2 separate regions of the Capsicum annuum genome follow, and region 2 is linked to region 1. A link is a contact called in public Hi-C data. All regions are on one chromosome and are shown on one strand. The core of a region is the stretch at or near the end of the contact, and the rest is flanking DNA. Distances in the headings are between cores, read along the strand shown. Region 1 holds the start of LOC107843763 (tubulin beta-5 chain). Region 2 overlaps LOC107843764 (exosome complex component RRP43-like).

What was found. A called contact is a pair of places that touch in the nucleus more often than the background predicts.
Region 2: a Hi-C map of leaf shows a contact between it and region 1, with 2.0 times the contacts expected there. The contact joins the enhancer-like site here to the promoter of LOC107843763 in region 1. A contact is called at or near these places in 2 of 5 Hi-C or Micro-C datasets (leaf and placenta).

What each region holds. Positions count from the first base shown.
Region 1 is chr10:216,252,856-216,256,799 of UCD10Xv1.1, reverse strand. LOC107843763 (tubulin beta-5 chain) reads right to left here and starts at 1,749. Exons shown (of 4, transcript XM_016688154.2): 1 at 1,472-1,749; 2 at 1-171. The coding sequence starts at 166.
Region 2 is chr10:216,306,404-216,310,054 of UCD10Xv1.1, reverse strand. It overlaps LOC107843764 (exosome complex component RRP43-like), which reads left to right. Exons shown (of 7, transcript XM_047397385.1): 7 at 21-1,022. The coding sequence ends at 421. Among protein-coding and RNA genes, the nearest start is that of LOC107843764, 5.4 kb to the left of the region's middle. Within about 2 kb of position 1,699, at least 1 of the 5 cell types and tissues checked has an H3K27ac peak or open chromatin away from gene starts, as enhancers often do. A contact at or near this core is called in leaf, where this site is marked.

The sequences.
Region 1 (3,944 bases), core at 500-2,999:
ACGAGGCTTCATTGTAATACACGTTGACACGTTCCAATTGAAGATCTGAGGTTCCAACATAGCGTCCGGTAGGATCAATTCCATGCTCATCACATACAACTTCCCAGAACTTTGATCCGATCTGGTTTCCACATTGTCCACCTTGGATGTGAAGGATTTCTCTCATCTTTCCTGAAATTATCAAGATGTTCCAAGTTATTCTTCTCTTATATTAAAAACCACTACATAAATTATAAAATTCATGATTCACAATCAAATATATCTGATTTTCACAAAATTAAATAGATCGCTATGACATTCACCAATTGAATTATAAACTTCCCTATATAACTATTCCAGCTTGAGGCAATATGTGTGTTTAAATAGCATCAATATTGCTACGAAATGTTGATCCAAACCAACATTCAATAAAATCAAGTACGTTATTCACACAAATATCTATACAACGCACACTTTACACAGATCTCCATAAATCAACTAACTACGGTATATCCTAAGCAAAAATACAACAAATCTACGAAATTTGATCTAACAAACAGTGAACTCTCACAATAAAAATCATCAGAATAACAAATGCAATTCAATCAATCAGAATAAGAAATTATAGATCTAATTATTATTGTACACGGAGTATTTTTTGAATTACACATGCAAGTCAATAAATCACAATAAGACATTAGAGATCTAAAATTTTAATTGAATGCAGGAGATTTTTGAATTACAAATGCAATCCAAAAAATCACAATAAGATATCATAGATCTAAGAATATAATCATACGTGCAGGATTTTCACAAAGTACACAAGGAAAATGAGAAAAAAAAATCATTTTAACATAGCAAAATCATTCATTAATCACAATAAAAATCAACAAAAATCACAAATGCAATTAAAATAAATCATACATCTGCAAACAATAAACAGAAAATCATTAAATGGACATAATATACAACAGCAAATTCATTTTAAGATAGCATAAAATCATTAATCACAATAAAAATCATCAAAAACCACAAATACAATTCAAAAAATCACAATAAGACATTATAGATCTAAAAATTAGAAAAATAAAATAAAACATTTTAAGATAGCAAAAAATCATTAATCACAATGAAAATGATCAAAAACTACAATTGCATTTCAAAATATCATAGATCAGCAAACAATAAACATAAAATCATTAAATAGTCAAGGAAAATGACCAAAAAATCATTTTAAAATGGCAAAAAAGCACTAATCACAATATAAATCATTAAAAAAAATTCACAAAAATCATTAAAAATTCAAAAAGTATCAAAAATTACAAATGCAATTCAAAATATCACAGATCAGCAAACAATAAACATAAAATCATCAGATAGACATGGAAATGACAAAAAAATCACTAATCACAATATAAATCATTAAAATAATCAAAAATTTCAAATGCAATTCAAAATTCATAGATCTGCAAACAATAAACAGAAAATATACCTTAAAAAATCAGGAAGAAAACGGAAGTGTGAAGTGGAACTACTCACTCGATCGAGAGAGTAGTAGTATGGAGAGTGTGGGGGGTGAGGGAAGGGAATGCTAAAGAGAGAATTTTATATGAGTAACAGGGAAAGATCAAGGGCTGTAATTTGTAATGTGGACCCCATTGATGGAGAAATCGACGGTTATGATGAGATCTAATATGGTGAGATTTGAATTATAGGTAACATATAATTGTTGGGAGATATTTTAGTGACGATTATGTCCTTTGTTATGTGATATTATTTGGATGTCCTCCTAGATTACCTATTTTACTTACCATGTGCCTCTCTCTATACTCCATTTTCTATGAGAATACAACAAATATATTAATAAAAAGATATCATTAAAATTTAAAATTAAGTTTTATAGAGTGGTGATTCGACGAATATTAATGTATAGGGTGAAGTGTTGGCCAATTAAAAATTTTCATGTATCAAAGATACATATGGCAGAAATGAAAATGTTGAGATGGATATGTGCGTATATTAAAAATATGATTGAATCAGAAATAAGGTCATTCGAGACAAAGTGAGAGTGACCTCTGTAATGGATAAGATAAGGAAAGTGAGACTGAGATTATTTAGACATGTAATGAGGCGAGGGTCAGACACCCGGTGAGGAGGTGCAAAGGTTGGATATAGAGGGTACGAAGAAGGGTAGAGATAGACCAAAGAAGCATTAAAGATAGGTGATTAAACAGGGTATGACGTATGTGGAGGATGTGCATTAAAGTAGAAGGTTAGTTGGGTAAGAATGTTGTCGTGCACTAATCGTAGTATGATAGTGTAAGGTTTAGCCATAGATATTTGTCTTTGTTGTCGTTTATTGTGTTTTCATTGCATAAATTTGCTGCGGATTACTGTTTGTATAGTAAATTCCGCACAGTTTCGTGTGATCATATTTATCTTCATTGTGTTCCTCTTTTTTGTATCTGAATTTGCTACACTTGAACCGAAAGTTTTTGAAAAACAGACTTTCTACCTTCTTGAGATAATGATAAGACATGCATACACTTTATCTTCTTCAAGACTCACTGTTAAAATTTTACTGGATATATTATTATTATCGTTGATCATATGATGATATTTATTTTTGTTAGGTACTTTGTTTCGAAATAACAATACATTTTTACTTGAAATAATTTTGTTTAACTCTCAATACTTTACCTTTACAATAACAATATGCTTAATTTAATCTTATAAAGTGGAGTCTATGAAAGCTAATTCCTTGATCAAGAGAGTAGAAGTATAGCGGGGGAGGGGGGAGGGGGAGAGAAGTGAAGGCTAAGAAGAGAATTTCATAAAGTATTAAAAACATACCTAATCGTCCTCTTTTGAGTTTCCCACCAAAACTAATGAAAAGTGTGAAAAATATACCTAAATTATCACTTTTACTTTAAAAAATATATTTAAATTATTAGCACTTATTAATTTGATAAACACACCTAAAAGCCGATAAAATAGAATATTTGCTTACAAACTCTTTAAGTGTGTCTAGCATTAAAAATTAATTCACGTGATATATTTTTATTTTTTTTGTTAATACATTATTTTTTTCATTTTTTAAATATTTTTAATTGATTTTTATTTATTGTAGGATGTGTTTTTCAAACTAATGAGTAATAGTTTAGATGTATTTTTCACACTCTTGATGGTTTGGATATGAAACTTAAAAATAAAAAATTTAAGTGTGTTTTTTAATCCAATTTTATATGAGTAAGAGGGAAAGATCAAGGGCTCTAATTTATAATGTGGACCCCTTTGATGGAGAAATCTACGGCTATGATGAGATCTGTAATGGTGAGATTTGAATTATAGGTAAAAATTAAAATATAATAGTTGGAGATATTTTAATGACGATTATGTCCTTTGTTTGTGAAATTACTTGGATGTCCTCCTATAGTCGGCAGTTTCATTTTGCGAAAACTAGGATTCGTTTGGCTTGTTGTACTAAGTATAATTAGTATCAATATTATTTATACATAATAAATCATGATATTTATCAAGATCGGAAGTCAAGTAAGATGAATGACGTTCGTTTGAATTTTCTTTAACGAAAAATTATATTATTTTATATTTAACATTATGTCTTATACGTTGATAGATATTGAATATCTATGACATCTTTGTGTGCTCATGACATCTTCATATTTGGACTTCATCATTGATATTAATGCCATCATACACTTGTTTTATACTTCTACACTCTATTCAATATTATTGTTGATAATGCAATCTATGTTATTCTCAATACAATAAACAAATACAACAACAATAACAAATCAGTGTATTCCCACAAAGTGAGGTCTAGGGAAGGTAAGATGTACGCAGACCATACCGCTACCTCAAAGAAGCAGAAACAATAAACAATTACACTCGACAAGAAATATGTTAATGTAATTAGTTCAGGCATAATTAATTTTTGAATTATT
Region 2 (3,651 bases), core at 450-2,949, 53 kb before region 1:
ATAAACTGGATTTCTTGCAGTGAACATTCCAGTAGTGTCTTTGAATGATGATGGGCAAATAGTTCTCGTTTCTGAGGACACTGTCCAATTGAAATTGGAGAAGGAGCCTGTGAATAAAGAGAAAAGAAAACTCAAATTGAACTCTCCACCATTCTCCTTAACATGCATACTTGACAAGAACTACATCCTCGCAGATCCTACAGCGGAGGAAGAATCTATAATGGAAACAGTTGTAACTGTGGTATTGGATTTGTCTTACCAGCTTGTTTCACTTTATAAACCAGGTGGACCAGTTCTTGGCCATACATCTGGTATCCAGGTTAGTTTGCATCATAATATTAATGCTTACCTAAATGAGCAGCAAGGTTTCTTCTTCTTTTCTTTTCTTTATAAGGCACATTTGAGACAAACATTGAGATAATTTTTTGTTCAGCTTTGTATTAAAATTGCAGAAATAATGCTGTTTTCCTATGTTGTGTGATAGTTTCAAGAAAACGCTATGGATTGTTACTTTGATATGTCACTCATTATGAATACAGTAGGACAGATCTATGCTGTCACTCGTTAAGATTGCAAAAATGGCATAGGGTGCGTGTCGGATCCTTCAGAAGTATTGCAATTTTGGAGGATCCAACAGGGGTGCGGCAACATTTTTGGAGAGTCCGAGAAACTTAGGGATAGATAAGGGAGGATTTATTCCTTTTTCTTTGTCTCCCAACACCCCTCCTCCATAGTTTTCTTTCGTAAACTTTTGGAGTTGTGGTTTCGGATGGGGGAATCACGGAGTGGATGGGTAAAGTATCCAAATTCATGTCCTTTGTCCTCTATCTCCTAGCTTCTCTCTGTATACCGGACGAATAGTAAGTTTGTCCGCTTTGACTGATAGTTGATAGATAAAAAGGGATTTTGCCCATTTTAGGTGCTTTTGTCATGAGTAGTCAGTCACCAATAATAGATTGTAATGGAATGGGAGTTTGGTTTCACATATTGTTTTGCATCTGAATTACACCGTAGAAGTTAACTGAATAATGGATTTGGAAGTTCTTTGATAAAATAATTTTCTCCATAACCATGGGCCTGAAATGGTTTTCTGGCAACGTGCTTCAAAAGGTGATCAAACCCACTAACGCGACATCATTAGGAGGTAGAGTTTCAGTTTGTTTCACAAGTGAAAGTATAAACGAAAGAAACATAGTAAACATTACCATAGGAGGTAGGACTTGAGGCAAAGAAAAGATACTCACACCTCCACCTCCAGTTGCGTGGTTGGTAATACAAGTTACCAAGAGCGCAAAGTGGGGAGGTTGCATGTTAACAAACTTGCATAGCGTTACATATGTAACTGATCTGCATGAAGTTAGCAATTGATCTGAGAGACGCTTTAACTAGGCCTTTTGCTCTTCTAATGTAAAAGGTAGCCGGCCATTCGTCAAGGCCCAGGAATCCGCTGGACATCTCATTGGATACCCGCATCCGATAGTTATACATCTTGAAAGATTACATACGTAACTGATCTGCATGAAGTTAGCAAATGATATTGGAGACACATTTTTCCATAGTTCCTTATTGATCGTGCAGTATCTACAGCGCTTCCCCAAAATATTCCAGTAACTATTAGTTCAAAAGATCATATCTTGACCGCTTTTTTACAAGAAATGTTTGTTCTATTTTCAGGATTGCGTCGCGCTAAAGAGCTTCAGAATGTCTTGAATGAAGCAATTTCTGATATGGAGATAGACTAAAGGAGATTTTCCTTCCACCATAGCATTCAACAGCATGTTCTGGCTTATTTAAATTTGGGACATGGCCATTATAAAATATTCATTCCTAGAAAATAAAAAGTTTTTTCTATTAAATTATCTTTAATAAAATAATCACTTCAAAAAGAGAATTATCTGATAAAGATTTAATAGTAGCTATTTAGTACAGTAAAAATTCTTCATTTTTTTAATAAAAGATTTATTTGAAAAAGAGAATATAATTGATATCTTTTTGAATTGTCTGAAATACAGTATCATTTATTTAAAAACAAAATAAAAAGGTTAGATAAATATCTTTCCCAAGTGACATTGCTTAATTTTCTTTCTCTATCTTTCCCTTTCTTGCTTTCTTTCTTTCTTTCTTTCTTTTTTTGGTAGACGGTTAAAGGTTTCTTTCATCTACTACTATCTTGCTTTGTTTTTGTTTTTTTTTTCTAAAGAAAATAATTAGTATGATTATTTTATAAGACAAAAAGAAAAATATTTAGGTTAAATTGTTAAGAAAAAAATATTTAGCCCACGTATCAATTTAAGTGCCTTATTATTTCTCTTATAAATAACCATAATCTATTATAAAAGTAAATTGGAAACAACTTCACAATCTCTAATTTTTTTTAATTATTTTTGTTCCATTTTGATTTTCCTCTTAAACTGATAAATTTGTCCTTGGGTTTTAGTGACTTACATTTTCACAATGTTTATTTTTCTTTTATCCAAAAATAAAACAAAAGCCATCAAAGTCTCAAAATTCTTTCCTTTCCTAGTTATCTTTTTTTATATAAAAAAAAACTTTTCTGTGAGGTTGAAAGAGATACACTTTTTTTTCTTTTGTGCCAAATAGAGATAGGGAGATAATAGATGTAAAAGTTTGGTGCTAAATACATGCAGACAACTGATGTAAAAGTGCTTTTTGTTTTGAGTTTTTGCATAGGCTAACGACCGGTTGCATTTTTTATCTACTCCGTATTAAATTACTTACTCCTTAAATACATCACATGCTCATTAATTCTTCAAATTCTTAATCCACCAACATAAACCTTATTATTCCTTTGTGCTACAATCCCTATACATCAATTAGTTTAATTAATGAATTTATTTAAAAGTTAAATTTATATATTAGTGGTTACCCTATATACTTGAATACATTGGTTCATACGAAAATTATTGTCCAACTTATACTTGGGATTTCAACTATCAATATTTCATAAAGTAGTTAAAATGGCATGAACATTGCAGAATGCACATAAACTGTCACATTTTTTTTTTTTACAGCTTCCTCTTGTCTCTTTTTTTCCTTTTCTTTTCTACTACTGCACCAGTTGTTCTTCTTTACACTTGTGGAAAATAGAACTCACTTGTTCCACATATTTAAGTTTTTTTCTAGAGTAAAATTAGATGGATATCCACGTCAAAAAACAAAAAGCATAACCCAACAGTAGTATGTTTTTGGATTATTTCTTTTTTGGCAACAGGGGTTATTTGTACACTGTACATAAATAGTAGTACATTGGTATATGTGGACCATTCTATATGCCCTATGATATTAATACAAGATCAACCGTAGTAATTTTTAGGCCTTATTATAACAACTAGTTAACTGCAGTAAAAAACAATACGTCACTAAATTTTAAAATAATAGGATATTAAATTTTCAAACAATAATAGTGAGTTTGATAAAAATTAATTTTAATAAAATATAATTTCTTTAGATGACGTTTCAAGATAACATTAGAACTCACATAAGCTTATATAATCTATTGAAATAAGAATAGCTCCCTACTATTTAGAAAATCTCTTTTAACATAAAATTTGTTCAACAAATGAATATTAAATATCTCATTTAATCCCTTTTCATCTGAAAAAACTTACAATCAAGAAAAGCTTATGATTA